4 separate regions of the Mus musculus genome follow, and all the other regions are linked to region 4. The links are chromatin contacts, called in public HiChIP or PLAC-seq and promoter capture Hi-C maps. All regions are on one chromosome and are shown on one strand. The core of a region is the stretch at or near the end of the contact, and the rest is flanking DNA. Distances in the headings are between cores, read along the strand shown. Region 1 holds the start of Alox12 (arachidonate 12-lipoxygenase). Region 2 has its middle 15 kb from the start of Slc16a11. Region 3 overlaps Mink1 (misshapen-like kinase 1 (zebrafish)). Region 4 holds the start of Pelp1 (proline, glutamic acid and leucine rich protein 1).

Evidence for each region. Promoter capture Hi-C pulls out the DNA fragments that hold promoters and counts their contacts. HiChIP or PLAC-seq counts read pairs in DNA pulled down with a chosen protein or histone mark.
Region 1: a contact with region 4 is called in a promoter capture Hi-C map of embryonic stem cells. The contact joins the promoter of Alox12 here to the promoter of Pelp1 in region 4. A contact is called at or near these places in 12 of 39 promoter capture datasets (the C10 cell line, the HPC-7 cell line, cranial neural crest and 8 more), 16 of 484 Hi-C or Micro-C datasets (CD4 T cells, ECoMG myeloid progenitors, the HPC-7 cell line and 11 more), 10 of 115 datasets of contacts at active chromatin or transcription factors (bone marrow-derived macrophages, differentiating embryonic stem cells, embryonic stem cells and 5 more) and 2 of 9 other capture datasets (adipose tissue and pancreatic islet).
Region 2: a FOXA1 HiChIP or PLAC-seq map of pancreatic cancer cells shows a contact between it and region 4. The contact joins the enhancer-like site here to the promoter of Pelp1 in region 4. A contact is called at or near these places in 11 of 39 promoter capture datasets (3T3-L1-derived adipocytes, cranial neural crest, embryonic stem cells and 5 more) and 2 of 115 datasets of contacts at active chromatin or transcription factors (embryonic stem cells and pancreatic cancer cells).
Region 3: an H3K27ac HiChIP or PLAC-seq map of embryonic stem cells shows a contact between it and region 4, with 6 read pairs. The contact joins the enhancer-like site here to the promoter of Pelp1 in region 4. A contact is called at or near these places in 13 of 39 promoter capture datasets (3T3-L1-derived adipocytes, the C10 cell line, the HPC-7 cell line and 9 more), 8 of 484 Hi-C or Micro-C datasets (CD4 T cells, the STO cell line, adipose-derived mesenchymal stem cells and 4 more), 14 of 115 datasets of contacts at active chromatin or transcription factors (bone marrow-derived macrophages, effector CD8 T cells, embryonic basal ganglia and 8 more) and 3 of 9 other capture datasets (adipose tissue, liver and pancreatic islet).

What each region holds. Positions count from the first base shown.
Region 1 is chr11:70,253,028-70,257,313 of GRCm38.p6, reverse strand. It overlaps Alox12 (arachidonate 12-lipoxygenase), which reads left to right and starts at 1,944. Exons shown (of 14, transcript NM_007440.5): 1 at 1,944-2,176; 2 at 2,704-2,905; 3 at 3,986-4,067; 4 at 4,181-4,286. The coding sequence starts at 2,042. The region is part of intron 2 of Gm40191 (a long non-coding RNA gene); the gene reads right to left.
Region 2 is chr11:70,196,813-70,201,720 of GRCm38.p6, reverse strand. No RefSeq gene overlaps it. Among named protein-coding and RNA genes, the nearest start is that of Slc16a11, 15 kb to the left of the region's middle. Within about 2 kb of position 3,225, at least 54 of the 459 cell types and tissues checked have an H3K27ac peak or open chromatin away from gene starts, as enhancers often do. A contact at or near this core is called in pancreatic cancer cells, where this site is marked.
Region 3 is chr11:70,583,427-70,587,940 of GRCm38.p6, reverse strand. All of the region lies in intron 1 of Mink1 (misshapen-like kinase 1 (zebrafish)), which reads right to left. Among named protein-coding and RNA genes, the nearest start is that of Gm51905, 15 kb to the left of the region's middle. Within about 2 kb of position 2,335, at least 163 of the 459 cell types and tissues checked have an H3K27ac peak or open chromatin away from gene starts, as enhancers often do. A contact at or near this core is called in the STO cell line, adipose tissue, bone marrow-derived macrophages and 4 more, where this site is marked.
Region 4 is chr11:70,407,650-70,412,603 of GRCm38.p6, reverse strand. Pelp1 (proline, glutamic acid and leucine rich protein 1) reads left to right here and starts at 2,573. Exons shown (of 17, transcript NM_029231.4): 1 at 2,573-2,840. The coding sequence starts at 2,592.

The DNA.
Region 1 (4,286 bases), core at 695-3,194, 150 kb after region 4:
TTAATCCCAGCACTTGGGAGGCAGAGGCAGGTGGATTTCTGAGTTTGAGGCCAGCCTGGTCTATAAAGTGAGTTTCAGGACAGCCAGGGCTACACAGAGAAACCCTGTCTCGAAAAACAAAAACAAAAAACAAAAACAAAAGCAAGAGGGAAGCAGGTCTTGGAAGTGAACATCCTGGTAGAAACTGAAGAAGTAGTAGGTGGTAAGAAATGGGAAAGGGACTCATGATATTTCATCATGAATAATAATAAGTTAATACACAGAGGGCTCTGTGTCAAACATTGTGCTAAGCGTCTAAGTGTCTGAACACATCATGTCATTAAGCTCGTGTAGAAGTTCAGTTCTTTTTCTTAGTGTTCTCATTCTCTCTCTCTCTCTCTCTCTCTCTCTCTCTCTGTCACACACACACACACACACACACACACACACACGTAACCTTAAGGAATCATCTAGTTGATACAAACCAAACTCTTGAGAAGGCAAAACACGGCCCACGAAAATGCACGAGGAGAGGGCCACGGCCTGCTGTGGAGAACCAAGGGGATGTAGAGAAAAGAGTGACGCCGGAACATTGAAAGGAGGGGGAGCTGTCACTTGACAGACACCCAATCCAGAGCACAGAACTTCTAGGCAGGAATGGGCCTGGAGAGTGTGCAATAGTAACCCACGAAGGACCTGACATGCCCAGGGTTTGGAGGCCTGAAGGTGTGACCTGGAAAGTCTCAGACTTTTCCTTCCTGCAAGCAGCAGCATCCTAGGTCCAGAAAACAGATCCTCCTGGCCCTGGCCTAGCCACCAAACTAGAACATCTTAGTTTACAGGAACCTAGTTAGGGACATGTACATGTGACAAAATCTGAGTCCTGAACAAGTTTCCCACTATTCACAAGGTCCCTAACCAAGTGTCATTCTCACCGCTGCTCATGACTTTACTTTTCTGAGACCCAAGGCCAGGAGATAACTTGGGAAGAAAATCCAACCTGGGCTCCACTAAAGAAAGGCTCACTCTCCTTACCTGGAAGAAATAAACTCGTGAAACCCACCCACTGGACTGTAACTGATTCTATACTGCACCCTCCTACCCAGACTGGTACTCTGCATCCGAGATCTGGAGGAGGTTGGACAAAATCATTCACTGTCCTTGGCCTCCCTCAAGATGCGTGGCCCATGACACTTTTGTGTATTTGAAATCTTAAAGTCGGAGCTGGAGAGATGGCTCAGCGGTTAAAAGGGCTTACTGTTCTTCCAGAGGTCCTGAGTTCAGTTCCCAGCAACCACATGGTGGCTCACAACCATCTGTAATGGGATCTGATGCCCTCTACTGGTGTGTCTAAGACAGTGACAGTGTATTTACATACATAAAATAAGTAAATCTTTTTTTTTTAAAGAGAGAAAGAGAGAAAAGAAGGAAGGAAGGAAGGAAGGAAGGAAGGAAGGAAGGAAGGAAGGAAAAGAAATCGTAAAGTCTTATGTTCAGGTGAGTGGGAGACCATGAGGGTGGGGGAGAAGGCAGGGGTGGGGTTCTAAGTCTGGAAACGCTGTCTTTTCAGGCTCAAGGCAGCCTGGGAATCCCTGGGGGTTTACTGAAGGGGTGACTTCAAAAGCAGTACAGAGCAGGGACTGGGGGTGTTTGGGGACCACAGATGGTTTTAGCAGCTGGGCATCCCCCAGGCCCTCCCAGGCTCACCTGCTATAGGCATTCCTCTCAGCCCAGAAAAGACACTTCTTTTCCCTCCGTTTGAAAAATGGTTTCAACCCCTTTGCAAGTTCTCCTAAAAGCCCAGAGACCTTGGGAAGGGCCTCCTTAGCTCCCACTGTAGCTGATCCAAACGCACACCCCTTTCCCAAAGCCTGTTCTTGGGCTGGGCTAGCAGGTTCAGACTAGTCTGGGGCGGGGACTTGGGAGTGCCTAGGAGTTGTGAGGGCGGGGACACAGATCCATCTTTTTAAAGTTTTGGACCTGGCCCCGAGGCGACGGTGGCCCTGGGCGGTCTTCGAATTGAACTTAACTTGGATCGCCTCCTGAGAGGCCAGAGGGAGCCATGGGCCGCTACCGCGTCCGTGTGGTCACTGGGGCCTGGCTCTTCTCCGGATCCCTCAACCTAGTGCGTTTGTGGCTGGTTGGGGAGCACCGGGAGGCGAAACTGGAGCTGCAACTGCGGCCAGCGCGGGGCAAGGTCAGTGAGCAAGAACTGGGGCCCTCTACTGTCCAAGCAGAGAGTAGGAGGATGGCAAGGGACAGGAGACTAGGGTCTGTGACAGTAAGACCGCGATGGAGATTTGTAGAGGTGGGACACCGGGAGTGATGTCAACTACGGGCCCCGGGTGGTCTCCTTTCCCACACCCCAGCCCAGGCAGCCCTCTGAGTCCTGCATTCTTAGCCCCAGAGCCGATTTAAATACAGGACTTGAGGTCAGTCGAAGCTCCTCCAAGTTCCGGTGTGGTGGGAGCTCAGTGAACGGGATGAGACAGGCGATGATCGTCATCATCTGCTCAAATCTCTGGTCAGCGCGCTGTAGACGCTGGTCTTCCCTCAGAAATGGGACATCTTAGACCCGCCAGACAGGTTAGGGGTGGAAGAGGGAAGGAGAGCAGGGGCGAGGTGTGTTCTTTGACGGCTGCGGTAAGCTGAGGCTCCACAAAGGGGAGGCTCGGCCACCGAAAGGCTTCTCCCAATCCCTTCTATTAAGTGTGGTCCCCGCAGGAGGAGGAGTTTGACTTCGACGTTCCCGAGGACTTGGGGCCACTGCAGTTTGTGAAACTGCACAAACAGCACACAGTTGTGGATGACGCCTGGTTCTGCAACCTCATCACAGTTCAGGGGCCGGGGACAAGTGCAGAGGCCGTGTTTCCCTGCTACCGCTGGGTGCAGGGAGAGGGAATCCTGAGCCTCCCGGAGGGGACAGGTGAGCGGGGCAGCATCCTACCCTGGGGGAGTGGACGAAGAGGGAAAGGGCAGTGCTGGCGGCGAGGGTGTGGAGGAATAGGGCTAAAGAGGAGGAGAGGGAAAGAACTTGGAGAAAGGGTGGGCAGAAACGGAACAGTGAGTTTCTAGGGCGCAAGTGAGGAAATGAGAAGTTATGAATTCCCCAAGTGTTTCCCAGGATAAGTGATGTTGCAAATGAATTAAAGAGGGAAGTAAGAGATCTGGAGACTCTGTTTTCCTAGATAGAAAGAAGGTCATGGAGCCGGGGACACAAATGGAGAAGTAAAGAAAACAGTAGTACTGTGATTCGGAACCCGTGGGGAGAGGGACAGGTGAGGGGCTCAGAGAACAAGAGCTGGTGGCCAATGAGCAACGGGGCCGCGAGGAAGGGCCGCTGGTCGGCTGATTTGATTGGATGGTGGGGACCACCTGGCAGGAGGAGGCATGCGAAAGAGCCCGTAAAACTTCACATTTTTACCATGGGAAACCAGAGAAAGAGAAGTGCAGAGGCAAGTGAAAGCCAGGGTGGTAAGGGCGGGAACACTTGGAGACAGGTGGATTTCACTGAGGCGGCACCCAGGACAAGTCAGTAGCTGTAGAGTGATCAGCTCCAGAGGCGAAGCCAGGAAATGAAAGTACCGCTGAACGTGAACAGATGAAATTTAAGGTGTGAGATTAGCCAAAGCAACAAGTAGCTATAGGTGTGGTGTTGGTGACACCACATTTCATCACCTTAATTAGCGTGATTCTCCCCTCACCCCACCCCCACTTTAGATATTGATGAAATAGATTAGGAGATTGTGAGCTTAAGAAACAGGAAAGCATGGAGGATATGGGATTCTGGTCTGGAAGAGAAAATTGTGGGCTGAAGGAAGTGAAATGTGAGCTCAAACCAGCAAGAACCCGATGAATGTGTTCAGGGATCAGTCAAGGCAACTCCGGAGATAAAGACAAAGGAGCCCAGCAGAAAACATAGACTCTGGCTACAAAGAGAGAGTAGGTGACAAGCAGAAGAGTGCTCAGAACCAGACAACATGTAGCTAATTGTAACTTTCCCCAGCCCGCCTGGCAGGAGACAATGCCTTAGATGTCTTCCAGAAGTATCGAGAAAAGGAACTGAAGGAAAGACAACAGACCTACTGGTAACCATTTTCCCTAGAGGCCTCCCAACTGCCCCCCCCACCCCTCCCTCTCCCTGCCCTGCACCCATCACTGATCTCAACACTCTCTCTGAAGTGTTGTCCCCAACTTGTAGCTGGGCCACCTGGAAAGAAGGCTTACCTCAGACAATAGCAGCGGACTGTAAGGATGACCTTCCTCCAAATATGAGATTCCATGAGGAGAAGAGACTGGACTTTGAA
Region 2 (4,908 bases), core at 1,976-4,475, 210 kb after region 4:
CTTCTTGACACAGGAGCTCCCAAATTCAAATTCAAAGTCATGGTCGTGGCCTCTGCATCCTTGGTCCTGCATTCCTTCTTCTTCCTCGCTTGACCGAGCCCCAGAAAAGCAAACACCTAGTGTTTTCAGCGTCTGCAGATGGACGAGTTCAGCCTCCCAAGAAAAATAATACGGAAAACCCACACCCAGAAGTGCACACCTGTTACCTCGGCTATTCTGGCAGTTAAGGTGGGAGAACCGGTTAAGTCCAGAGTTTAGGGCCATGAGAAGCAACACAACAAGATATTTTATCTGAAAACACTAAGTGAATTAAAAACAAGCAAACAAGCCGAATGTGGTGGTGCATGCTTTTAATTCCAGCATTCCAGAGGTAAAGGCAGGCTGATCTCTGTGAGTTTGAGGCCAGCCTGGTCTTTAGAGCAAGTTCCAGGACAGCCAGGGCTACACAGAGAGACCTGGCCTTGAAAGACCAACCAACCAGCCAGCCAAACAAGCCAGTCAAAAAGACCTTGTGAGGAGGTGCATGCCTGTGAGCCCAGGACTCGGGAGAATGAGACAGAGAATTCCCAAGCCCATCCTGGGCTACATAGCAAGATCATATCTTAAAAATAATATACAAAGAAATGAATAATAAAGTGGGGGTTTTCTAAAAGGACGGGGTTCTGACTCCAGGCAGCTCATGACATTTAACTGTTTTAGTCCCGGTATACAAATTGTGTCAATCTAAATAGAATCTGAGCCATGACAATGGCGTATGTACATCATGTACTGGTAACTGGGGCCCAGCGACTTATAAAAAGTATTGTTCTGGACACTACTGTCCCTAAGCATCTGTAAAGAACGTTAATACCCTTAGGCCAGAATTATCAGTGGCCCTCCAGTGAGCAGAGACCTGCAAGGGACCCATCACAAGTCAGGGCACATTACAGATAGGTTCACTAATCAAGTCTGGGCGCCTTTGCTGCTTTTCAGTTCATTCTCATTTCCGCCCCACCCGTTCTCACCCCGTCTTCTCCACCCCAACCTTGCTCTGCCCCAGGCTTGGGTGATTCTCCTGTTTGATCCTGTTTGATCTGATCAGATAGAGCCAAGAGGTCAAGAGTGACTCTGTCCTTTTTCTCTCTACTCTGCCCATCTTTTATGCTACTGCTGAGTATTCTGTGTCTATCTACCTTTCTAGTTCCAAACTGGTACCTCAGTGTGTAACTTACATGGTCTCTTAGAAGATATATCTAGATAAACTCTAGATAACCCCACTGGGCTGCAATGGCTTGGCCTGGCCAGGATCTCTATTTAACTGAGTCATGTGAGCCTAAAAGCCAGAAGTGGGGGGTGGGAGGGAGAAGGAGTTGGATTACAGGTTTCCCTGAGGCTGTGGGAATGTACACTAGACACCCTGTGGGAGCTACCAAACCTGAGTGTCCAGGAGGTCAGCAATGAGTGAAATAAGGACACTCCAGGCAAAAGCATACCTTGTGCAACACTCCTACCAAGGTGTTCTTCTGGACCAAGGCATCTGAGGGCCTGCTTTCAAGATCAAGGCAGATGCCTGGGTGAAGTCCGGTGAGGACTGGTGAAGTCTGGACAAGTTGCCGGTCTGAAGGTTTCATGACCTGGCGGCCGGCTGGCCGGCATATACCCTCTTCTTTTAGATCTTTTCCCTTTCAGTGCATTTGCTCTGAGCTGAGTTCCTCTTATCTGCCACAAATCTCCTTTACAAACCTTGTCCAACCCAAAATTATTTCCTCTGAAAGCTTTCTCCTGCCCCTGTTTTGCAAAAACAAACAAACAACAAACAAACAAAAACCCTGGCAGCCTCCCTCGCTGAGGATTGCTGTTCTCTAGTGCATTCAAATAGGTTTCCCGAGTTTTCTGTAACCGAATTTCAAACTCTCAAAGGAGTTCCCCTTTCCTTGATCCGTGACGGGGAGCCATTTGCGAGGAGACTGCCCTTCATTCACCACACGTTTGGGAGGCAGTGTTATGCCCTCAGCTGCGGCCCCTGGAGACCCTGATTTCTAGGGAATGAGTTTCCACCTCACTGCATCCGGGATTTGGGAGATAAAAAGCTGGTGCCTGAGGCTTTAGAGCAGAAGTTTTAGGACTGGGGCCAGTGGGTGCTCGAAGCACTGAGCTAAGGCTCCACACTGAACTCCACAATATATAAGGCCTGCCTGGCTCTCTCCTCTCCTCTTCTCTCTCTCTTTCTCCTCCCTTCCTCCTTCCTTTTCTTCCTCTCGTCTTCTATCCCTTCTTCTTATTGAAAGGAAGCTTCCCTGTGTTGCCCAAGCTGACCTTGACTTCTGGGCTGAAAAGATCCTCTCACCTCAATGTCCTGGGAAGCTGGAACCTACACATATGTACTACCTATCCTGGCTTCTTGGTGGCTCTTAAGAGGCTCGTGGTCTTTGAGTTTATTTCCTTGTTGTCCTTGGGTAAACAAGCTTAACCTAACCCTTCCCGAGTGTTTATGCAAATGCTTGAGAGGTGAGCACCTTTACGGACTCGAAAATACGGGAAGCAAGATTCTAAAATAACGAATGCTTAGATAGGCGTCTACAAAACATGACATTAGCCAGTCAACCCCTTTGTTAGAGTCTGTATTCCTGAAACAACTCAAAGGTTGATTTTCTTTTCTCACAGCCAAAGACTCCATCCCATGTCCATTTCATTATGATCCATAATAATTGATAAGAAGTCAATCAACAGTGAACTCGTTGAGGTTCAGGAGTTGCAGTCAAACCATACAAACACCGATCTCAGCTAATTGAGAATAGTTTAGCGAATGCATACCTTAATTCCGAATGTTCAGGGCCTTGAAAAGGACTCAGAGGCCTAATTGCGGTACTAGTCTGCTCTCAGGGTAGGCATTTTATAGGAAAAACCAGGTACTAGGTTCCAAAATTTAAAGGGCAATGAGTGGGAGCAGTTGGCTTCCTAGGCAAAGTATCATCAGCTAACCTTTAAGCGGATGGGGTGGTGGATGGGTGGTGGACAGGGGAGTTTCAGAACATTGAGATAACAGAGCATGAGCATTATAGTCATAACGTTTTGGTTTATTAGTCGCATTCTTCAGTGTCAGCCACAAAAACCACACTGAGCTCAAACACAGGAAGGGCTGCCCAGTGGTCAGCTCTGACTCAGGCTATTTTAGACCTAACAACTCATCGTGACCTTTGACTTAATGGGTCCCATGTAAAACTCTGTGGTATTTCTTAAGATTAGCAACCCTCATTCAGAACATACAGAACAAAACAGGGTGTGTGGTCAGGGTGTCTGAGCCAAGCCACTGCTCTGTGTCAATGACTGGCAGGCATGTTACAGCAACAATATGAAATAGCTGGCAGGCACAGAACAAAATGGCTACAGCTATGTTGGGTGGGTGTCAGAGCATAATAGACTCAGTGAGTTTTTTGTAGATGAATACATTTTTAAAATACATGTCCTTTAAAAAAAAATAACAGTCACTGAGCCTGGAAGTTTAGGCCAATTAGCCTAATTCCTTTAGAGCCCAAGGCATGGAAATTGAATATTTAAGACTTGCCTGTTCTATAGAGATAAAGGCTAGCCTGGGCAAGTTAGTAAGACTTTGTCCGGAAGTAAAAGGTAAAAAGAGCCAGGCGTGATGGTGCAAGCCTTTAATCTCAGCACGCTGGAGATTGTAATTGAATAACAGTCTGGTCTGCATACAGAACTCCAGGCCAGCCAGGGCTAGAGAGAGAGAGAGAGAGAGAGAGAGAGAGAGCGCAAACACACAAAACCCCAAAACAAACAGAAGTAAAAAGTCCAGAGAGAAGGGCTGGAGATATAGCTCAGCGGTTAAGAGCATTGATGTACTTCCAGAGGTCCTGAGTTCCCATCCCAGCAACCACATGGTGGCTCACAACCATCTGTAATGGGATCTGATGCCCTCTTCTGGTGTGCCTGAAGACTGTGACAGTGTACTCATGTAAATAAATAAATATTAAGAAAAAAAAAGTCCAGAGAATAGCTTGGCAGCAGAATATATGTTTAATATGTGTGAGGCTCTGGGTACCATAGAAAACTCATTAACAGTAAACATGTTATATTCAGCATGGAACATGAGTGCTCTAATGCACACAGATTCAAGAGGTTCTGTTGGATGGTAGCTAGAATATGAATCCAGAAAGGAGGCCAGCTGCCTTCTAGTTCTGCCTTAGCCAATTAGGGACCATAGTATTTGATACTATGTAACAGTTCCCTAATTCATGGGAAAGATGATGATAAGTCCTACGATCTGAATGTTTATATCCCTCCAGAGTCCATGCGTGAGATCTAATCCCCATCACAATCGTATCAGGAGGTGGGGATCTCCTGAGGCTACTAAGTGAATGAAGTTAAGGTCTTTGTAAAAGGTCTGAGAGCTTGTGACCCCCTTCTGCTAGACAGAACCATCTGTGAAGCAGAGAGTTGGGTCTTAGGAGACACTGACGCACGCTGTGGGCTTTCCAGCCTCCAGATCGATGACCAATACATTTCTATCATTTATAAATTATTTGGTCTACAGCATTTTGTCAGGGCATCTCAAGTGGACTGGGGATTGAATGATTTAGCATTTATAGAGTGGTAGGAGAAATGCCTACAAAGAAGTAACACTGTTTAAGGATGTATTTAAATAGAGTAGGTAGATGGGTGGGCGGAGGAGAGCTCTGTGATCCGTGAGTCTTCAGTAAGCTTCTGCCCATTTAACCTGTGAACCTAGGAGGAAAGGGTGTGACCCCTTAGCCATAGCTATGGGAGGAATCAGGGCACTTGTCTCTCAGGCCCCAAGCAGAAGAAACTGCAGGCCCCAGAGGGAACAGTGCAGTCTGAGCATACCTCCTTCTTGGGCTACTCTATCTTCTGTTTCGTTTGGAGGTCTGGTTTTCTCTGGAAACAAGATCTCAC
Region 3 (4,514 bases), core at 1,086-3,585, 180 kb before region 4:
CAACAAGGTTCCTGACCCCTAGTAAAAAACATCGACTTCCAAGGCAATGTGTGTTTGCAATCCCAACGCTTGGGAGTCTGAGGCAGGAGGATCTCAAGTTCAAAGCCAGTCAGAGCAAGGAAGCAAACTTTTGTTATAAACAAGAAGAGCTGATATTAACAGACAGGCACTGTACTGTTTTACACAAGGCAACCAATGTAATGCCCAGACACATCCGAAAAGTAGAGAGTTGTAGTATTCTCACGGACAATCTGGACTGTGAAGGTATGGGGATGTGACAGCCAATCCTAACAAACTGCTCTAGCCCAGTCATGAGTGACACTTCCGCCAGAGAGCTCAGACCTGGGTAAAAATGTACACTTACCTCCCCTGTGCCGGCTAGAGGATGGCATGGTTGTTTTATTACTGTATATCAGGGAAGAGAATGGGAAGGAGCAACACCATTTTCTTGCCCAGCTGTGGACTCCATAGATAACTGTAAAGTCCACCTTTGAGCTCCACCTTTATAAACACTTCCTTTAGCTCAGCATACTGTTTGGCTCTAAGGTTGCTATCCTGTTAGCAGTAAGAATAAATTCATTTAATTTAAATTTAAACTGAATCTAAGTCTTTGGTCTTTCCCAGTAAATTCAAAAGCCACAATAAAGGTGTTATGTAACTCCTTAAACAGGAAGACAAACAACCCAAAATAACTTTAGGAAGTCCCCTGAAACTGACCAAATTCATGAAGCCCCTCCCTGCCAGAGTAAGAATAAAAGCTGAGAGTCCCTCAAAGACAAACGGAGCCAAGCTGCCAAGGAGACTCTGAGGCTGCCTGGAAGAACCAGAAAACAGAACGCTAGCTGTCTGGAAGAGGGTCAGATCCACTGAGTCACTCGGAAAGGACACTCTCCAACTTGCTGCGCAGTGGGCTCTAGGCTCTCAGCTTTGTGAGCCATCACCAACGCTGGGGTGGGCCTTGGTGATGAATCTGTCCTTAAGTTATTTCTGTCCCTGTAAGCAACCCTCATCCATATTCCTGTAAGTAACCCCAATAAAACTCATTGGTTCACCAAGTTGGACTTTGGTGGTATCTGTACTTTGGTCTGTTGTGGACTCCCTATCGAGGGTAAATTAAAAGTTTTGTCACATAACATGAGGTGTGTAACATGCTCAAGGCTGGCAGCCCGTTAAGTAGTGGAGGCAGGATTTAAGGTATAAAGGCATGCAGCTGCTTCCAGAACCAGCCATCCCTTTATGTGACCTACCCTGAGTAAGCTCTTACAACCAAACAAGCTGGACAGCACATTGCTATTCTACCTTACACAGGATTACGTTTCCTCCTCCCCAGTAGAACAGGAGCCATTTAAGGACAGGATGAAGACAGCACTTAGGTGTTATACACAGAATGAGGGCTGGCCAGACTTGTGCCAGAATGAAACAGCAATGCCTTCCCTTCAGCTCTGAATTTGTGGCATATGCAAAACTACTTTGCTGTACAGTGAGCACATACAGTCAGGCTCTGGCTGCCTCTCCCATCCTCTTACTAGTGCTTCTATGACTAAGCATCTATCATCTCATTCCTCTCATACGTTAGCATTTCCACATATGGCCATGTATGTTGTTGTATACCTTGAATCCCAGCGCTAGGGAGGTAGACACAAGCAACAACAATCTAAGTTCAAGGCCAGCTTGATCTACAAAGTTAGCCCCTACTCAAAAGGGGGCCAGGGTGGGGTTGGGACAATGGATGGACAGTAAAACTCTATGTATGAGTTGGGTACGGTGGTCTACTCCCACAGTTCCAGCACTGGGAGGCAGAGACAGGAAGACCATGAGTTCAAGCCCATCACTGGCTATATGCATTCAAGGTCAGCCTGGGCTATGTGAGACCTTGTTAAACAAAATCACATACTTTTTTTTCTCCCTCTGGGAAACTGTATAACGTAGCCTGAGGGCTAGCTCCAGGTGATACATTCATTGTAAAGGCTAAGAGGGCTTGGGAAGCAAGTGCAGGGAAGGACAGGATAGGATAGGATAGGATGCTACATCAGCCTGTTTGCTGATCCAGGAGTCTTATAATTATAGAAATTCTTGTCTGTAAGGGTTCATTACTAAATCCAGAGAAGCTGCTAGCATGGTAGAAAGATCTGGAAACATAAAATCTAGAGGAATTCCTTAGGAAAGAAACATTAAAGACAAAACAAGAAAGCCAACTAGAAACAAGAGAAGGACTGGTCTCACGTGGGCTTCAAGCCCAGCCGTAATTACTCACTCAGCTGTACCCAGCAGGCCACTGCAGTCAGTGCCTCACCTCTCCCTGCCCCGTGGGAACTGGGCCAGGAGGTAAAGCTGCCACAGGGTGTGGGCGGACCGGACAAGTCTTGGCTAGCCAGCTGTGAGGCTGGAGGACCGGAACCCCCACCCTGACTCGCTCCAACCTTACTCCCAGCAGAGTTCCCTGTGATGACCAACAGCACAGAAGAGACCAGAGGAGCAAAGAACCAGGGGTTATGCAGGAAGAGATTGGAAACTTGAGCTCTAAGATGAACAAGAGGCTGGGCAGCTCACCCTGGAAGTCTCTGTGTATCTGGTACCATTTCAGAGGCTAGAGCAGGCTCCTGCATCCCTGCTTGAATGAGAACAATGGGCCTGTTTTCCTCAGCTCTTTCTGTAATCTAGAAGGCCCATATAAAGCATGGTGGGCTGGGGGGTTATAAAGGCAGTGGCAGAACACCAATAGACAGCTTGGGAGACGGACATTTATTATTTATTACTTATTCATTTTACATCCCACTCATTGCCCCCTCCCAGCCACCCCCTCCCACAGTCCTTCCCCCAACCCCCTCCTCTTCTCCCCAGAGCAGGTCAGGGTTCCCCTGGATATCTCCCCACCCTGGCACAAGTCTCTGCGAGGGTAGGTATATCCTGAGGGAAGGAATTTTTGATCTCTCATAAACTCATCGCTCCTTCAAAGCCACTTCAAACATTAACACTTAAGTGTGAGCACTGTGCAAATGCAACTTTGAAATGCATCCTTCAGTTCCATTCCCGACCAGATTACCAGTTTAAACCACTATTATTGAGAGTGTCTGGAGCACCACCAGGGGAGCATCAAACAGGGTTTCCCAACAACTTAAGGGCCACCAGGATCACACACCTTTCTCAGTTCAGGCAGAAGTTAGGAGAGGCAAGTGTTCTGGTAAAGTACGGCAGCCTTTCACATCCTTCATCTAGATAGGAGTAATTAAGGATGTGCAAAAGAGAGACAGCAAGATGAGCATGTGTGCAGGAGAGAAACCAGGGGCTTTGGGGAGCTTGGAGATACAAGAAAGTCTCACAAGATCACCTCTGCCTTCATGCCTAAGCAGAGATGACATACAGCTCCAAGGACCCAAAGGAAATGCAGAGACAGACACCAGCCTTCTCAACAGGTGAGCTGAGTGGGTCTCCATCTCCCAACCTCAGAAAGCAGGCAATAGAACCTGTTCTCAGCCCCAATGGTTAAATGTGGAAAGCAGGCCCCTAGCTAAAGCACTGGACAGGTTACATCCTTAGGGGAAAGGAAGTGGATGGAGAAGGGCTCCCTAGAGGACCCCTCTTCAATGACCCTGAACCTGAAGAAGAGAAGAGAGTGTATAAACATTCTGAAGGCTAAAATCCTCATCAAACTGTCAGTATTCAGCACACCCACTTATAATAAACTATGCTCTCATGAAGCCTTCCAAGATCCAGGTCCCCAGATTTCCTCACTGTCAAAAATGGACTCTCAACTCTACTGGCCTCCCTCTCACACTGGGAAACGTCATCAGCTCTCCGTGGATTCTGACTGTACACTGTAAAGTGCCAGTCTTCTATGCATCCATATTCTGAAGTGTTTTGTTTCTGTAGCAATCAAGTATGCTCCAGGAGTAGAGGAGAGGGAAAAGAAAGCAAGATGGGTATTTACATAGAGGTGGCGTAATGCGCTCCTTCTGGGTCTGTAAGCCAGGAGGAGGTAGAGAGCATGCACGCATGCACACACACATGCAGATACATGCGGAAGCAGAAACAAGTTAGAACAGAACACATCTATGAATACAGATGCCATTCTCATCAGAAACTAGTCAGTGCAAAGGGGCACCCTACCTGCCGCAAGGATGTAAGGGAATCTCCCCTAATTACACCCTTTGGTTTTACTGTCCCCAGACCTAGGCTCCCTAGACTTTGCAGACTCACAAGGACCCCAGGGTGGCTGCCTGCATCAATCTAGAGGGTCTTCAGAAATGGCCCAACACTGGAGATCTACATGAGGAAGGCTGGTAGGGGAGGGAGCAAAAGAGAAGGAACCAAAACTCAAGCAGCATGATGGGGCTCTAAAATGGCCGCAGGCAAGGCAAGGACAGATGGTCCCTTTTTGAGCTGGGGAAGTGGAGAAAGGGACAAGGAAAAAATAAATACCATCAGTCAGAAATTTAAAAATAAACTGAAAAACCCGAAAGATAAACAGCTTGCTTCTGAGGTTCCGCCTGCCTGCAGAGCTCTCTAAGGGGAAA
Region 4 (4,954 bases), core at 1,324-3,823:
CAAGAGAAGGTGATCGTTGTGAATATAACTGAAGTAAGTTATTTACAGACATGGAAATGTGCCCATGAGAGCCGGGTGTGGCGGTACAAGCCCATAGGCCCAGAACTTGGAAAGCTGAGGAAAGAGCACGCTGGTGAGAGAGTCTAAAGCAGGATTCATAGTGAGATGCTGTCTGAGGTGTTGGAGCAGGCGGAGAGCTGGGTGTGGTGGTGGTGGTGATGAATCTTTTAATACCAGTACCCAACAAGCAGAAGCAGGGAGATTGTGTTAATCCCAGTAAACGAGAACAAAGATCATTACCCAAATTCTTTTAGTTGAGTTAAGCAAGCTCATATTAGCCCCACAAACTGCAAGGATAGGAGATTTTTCCAAGAGTTTTTGGTTATGTAGGAACTTGCCAGACCATTTCAAAATTATTTGGCAGAACATCTCATCAGGGTGGAGATTAGGGTATAGGGTGTGGAACATGTCAAATTTCAGAAAATAGGTCACGGCATGGTCAAACCCAAGTCTCATAGAAGACAGGATGAGCTTAGTTTGACCTTGTAATAAGATGGCTTTCAATCTTAAGATGGAGTCAGGCTGGTTCATCATTTGCTGCAAGCTTGAGGTCAGCCTGGCCTACATAGAGAGACCTTGTCTCAAAGTACCTCCAAAATAAAATCTCCTTTCTCCATGCCTCTGTCTCTGTCTCTCTCTGTCTGTCTCTGTCTCTGTCTCTGTCTCTCTCTCTCTCTCACACACACACACACACACACACACACACACAATTGAAATGGAAGAAAAAGTCAAAAATAAGGACCAGGATTTAGCTCACTTGGTCAAATGCCTACGGAGCATGCATAAGGCCCTGGGTTCCAGCCCTAGCACAGAGGGAACTGGGTGTGGTGGCACAGGCCTGGGATCCCAGTGCTTGGGAGGGAGAGCTAGGAGAGTCAGAAATTTGATGCCATCCTTAATTTTTATTTATTTATTTATTTATTTATTTGTTTATTTATTATATGTAAGTACACTGTAGCTATCTTCAGACACTCTAGAAGAGGGAGTCAGATCTCATTACAGATGGTTGTGAGCCACCATATGGTTGCTGGGACTTGAACTCAGGACCTTTGGAAGTGCAGTCAGTGCTCTTAACCACTGAGCCATATCCCCAGACCCCATCCTTAATTTCATAGGAAGTTACCTTCAAGGGGAGGTTACCTTGACTTTAAAAGTGTGTGTATGTGTATGTGTGTGTGTGTGTGTGTGTGTGTGTGTGTGTGTGATAGAGATTGGAAGAAAAACTTTTCTAAGAATGGCAACAAGCCTGTCGGCAAAATTGGAAGTCTGTGCAAAGGCCTTGGAATTGATGTTGCTGGAGGATAGAAAGAAGGCTAGTTTAGTCCAAGACTAGGAGAAGAAACAAAACAAAACAAAACCTCAAACATCTCTCCACCCCTAAAACAAAACAACAAAAGACCAGAGGAAGAAAGAAGTGCTTGTACAGCCTGAGGTCAGGTGGTATAGATTCTAGTCTGTGTAGGGAAATATTCTTATCTTTTTTTGTTTGTTTTTTTGAGACAGGGTTTCTCTGTGTAGCCCTGGCTGTCCTGGAGCTCACTTTGTAGACCAGGCTGGCCTTGAACTCAGAAATCTGCCTGCGTCTGCCTCCCAATATGCTGGGATTAAAGGCGTGTGCCACCACCACCCAGTTAATATTCTTATCTCTAGAAGCTACAGAAGGACTCTAAACTGGGAAGGACAAGCTTTCTTGGCTCCAATCTGTAATGTCAGCATTTGAACTTGTGAGCCTGAGGCAGGAATATTGCCACATCATGTCTGAGGCCAGCCTGTTAAAAAGCAAAAACAACAAAACAAAGAACTGGCTTATATCAGAAAAGCCCAATTCGGCTTTTGTGTGGTGTACAGACTGCAGAGGGAGGAAATAAGGCAATGCTGAGGCCTTTGAAAGTGATAGGTTAGCCGGGCGTGGTGGCGCACGCCTTTAATCCCAGCACTAGGGAGGCAGAGGCAGGTGGATTTCTGAGTTGGAGGTCAGCCTGGTCTACAAAGTGATTTCCAGAACAGCCAGGGCCCTGTCTCAAAAAACAAAACAACTGTGTATAGTAATGTAAATACACAAATGACTGTGGGTGTGTCTTGGGGACAGAGTGACACCTCTGCTACTTTGTGGCATGTGCACTGTTTGAGCTTGTTTTTCCATTGTTGGAAAAGCAGTTTAGAACGTTCCAGATTTCAGACTTGGGGTTGGCTCCTTAGATAGGATTACTAAGCCCAGGGAGAAGGTGACCAGAAGCCACGCTGGACTGAGATCTTTCAGACTCCCGCGCCTTTCCTGCAGACCACGTGTCCGGCCTGCGCAGCAACGCCTCCGCCCCGCCCTACAGCGCTCAGCCCGGGTTAGCAGTTTGCAAGCCGCCCCAACGCTGGCGCTCGCCCACATTGCGCATGCCCCCTCCTGCCGCAGGGCGCCAGCCCTCATTCATCCAGCCCAGCAGGCCGCAGCCCCCTCCTCAAGACCCCTCCCCGAGCGGCGTGCGTCGCACTTATGTTTGCGTCATCACGCCACGCCATTGCTCGAGCCTGTGAAGATGGCGGCGGCCGTTCTTAGTGGGGCCTCTGCGGGCTCCCCAGCTGGGGCTCCTGGCGGGCCCGGGGGTCTCTCTGCGGTGGGATCCGGCCCGCGTCTGCGTCTGCTGCTGTTAGAGAGCATTTCCGGGTTGTTACAGCCGCGAACGGCGTCCCCCGTGGCCCCTGTGCATCCCCCAATCCAGTGGGCCCCGCATTTGCCCGGGCTCATGTGCTTATTGAGGCTGCATGGGACGGCAGGTGGGGCGCAGGTAAGTCTGTGGCTCCCGCGGTCACCGTGGAAAGGCTGGTGAGGCGGCTGGGCACCGTGGTCCCGCCTTCCTGAAGCTGACACTGGAGCTGTGAGCTCGAGGAGAGCCGAGAGTGGAGAATAGAGCCACTTAACCATTGAGGACGCGATCCACAGACTTCATTACCTGCGCGTTCCCCAGAGCAGTATTAGGCCCCTTTTCTGTTAGGTCATTGATAAGCACAAAGCAATGAAGGGGCTCGGTTCCATCCCAGGTCCCCTGACTAGTTCAGTCCTCAGCGAAACTTCTTTTGGCGGCGTTTTCCCAGGGTAATTGAACACAAACATTTACTAGCTCTCAGCCAAGGGCCTACCCCTTCCTACTCGGCGCTCCAATTCCAGTCATAGTGGCGATGAGCAAAATGCCATAACACGAAACTAAATCTGGTATGAGTTTCCTAAACCGGTGTAGAGAGAGTATTTAGAGATTTCTCCAAAAGACCTGGAGTTTAAGATGAACAGGGGTTAGGTAGTGAAAGAAAATTAGAAGGGGTAGTTGAAACGTTAGAGGAACACTCGTGTAGGACGGGTTGGAAAATGAGGGCAATGTTTGGGTTCGGGGTTTAGGTGGTTAAAGAGAGTGGGTAGAGTTGAGGCTGGTGAGGTAGGCGGTAGACAATATGTTGTCTACCTGGTTAGGAGCCTGTGCACAAAATATTCACATGCGTTCAGTTCCTACAAGCTAGAAACCCAAGTGCCATCCTCGATATGTGGTTTCTTACACACTTCCATAAGCAGTCTGTGAAGTTCTGCCTTTTTTTTTTTTTTTTTTTTTTTCTTATGGAGGCAAAGTCTCACTATGTGGCTCTGGCTGGTCTGGAACTATGTAGACCAGGCTGGCCTAGAACTCCCCGAGATCCAGCTGCCTGTGGCTGGGCATCCGCCATCTTGTTCAGCTGTATGTGTGTTTATGTTAGTGGTTATGGGCCAAGGGTAGCAACGGTGCACACATCAAAGTCATAGGAACGTTTAGGTCCTAAGGTTCCTGTGTCAAGACAAGGTCTCTTGCCAGTGGTGGACTGTCTAGCCCGAGTGTTTATGTTGATGCTCTTTGGTTTTACCTTGTGTTTCTCAGTAGGGGACGCTGCGATTATAGATGCTTATACTACTATGGCTGGCTTTCGGATGGGCTCTGGAAGGCAGGATTGGGTGGCTTATATTCATTGTACTCCTCAGACAGTTGGGAATACTACAGTTAAATCTGCCCTCCTAATGGTCTTTTGTTTGTTTTGTGTGTTTTAGAAATCTCTCTGATTTTTTTTCAGTGACCTGAGTTTTTGTTGTGATGCACTTTTACTTCAGTAAGCCCTGCACACATGTGCACACGTGTTCCCCAATAGGCAGTTGGCACGTTTCTATAATGTTATGTCCTCTTCACGACTGCTGTGATCTACTGTGGCTATCACCTGGGCTTTGGGCAGCCACTTGTGCTGCTTTCTTCCTGGTGTTACCTTAGAGGTGTCTGCGGCCTCTCTGTCTCTCTGTCTCTTTCTCTCTGACATACATTTATGCCGCAAAGCAGAGAAAAGGGGAAAAAAGCAATTCCTAGTGAATAATGCACTTAGATTTATGTGATGCATTATGGGGGAGTAGCTGTTGACCACTCTGGCCGTTGAACGTGCGTTTTATTATCCTTTGTGTGTAGAGATCGTGGAAAAGCTGTATCACTAAGGAGCTGAGTGGGTCTTTTTGTTTCCCCTGGCAAATGCTGAATAAATGTGAACCTGTGGGGTTTTTTTGTTTCTATTTCTATTTTTTTAGGTTTATTCATTTTATGTATATTTTGCCTGAATGTAGTACACGCACAAACGTGTGTGTTTGTATACTTGGTGCCCATGGAGGTCAGAAGGGCATCAGATCCACTGGAACTGGAGTTGCAGATAAGTTTGAACCACTACCTGGGAGCTGGCAATTGAACCTGTGTCCTTTGCAAGAGCAACAAGTGTTCTAGCCTTTGTTTATGTATTCCTGGCTGGGATTATCTGTGCAGCCCTGGCTGTCCTGGAACTTGCTGTGTAGATCAGGCTGGCCCCTGCCTCTGCCTCCCAAATGCTAGAATTAAAGGCTTGTGCTATT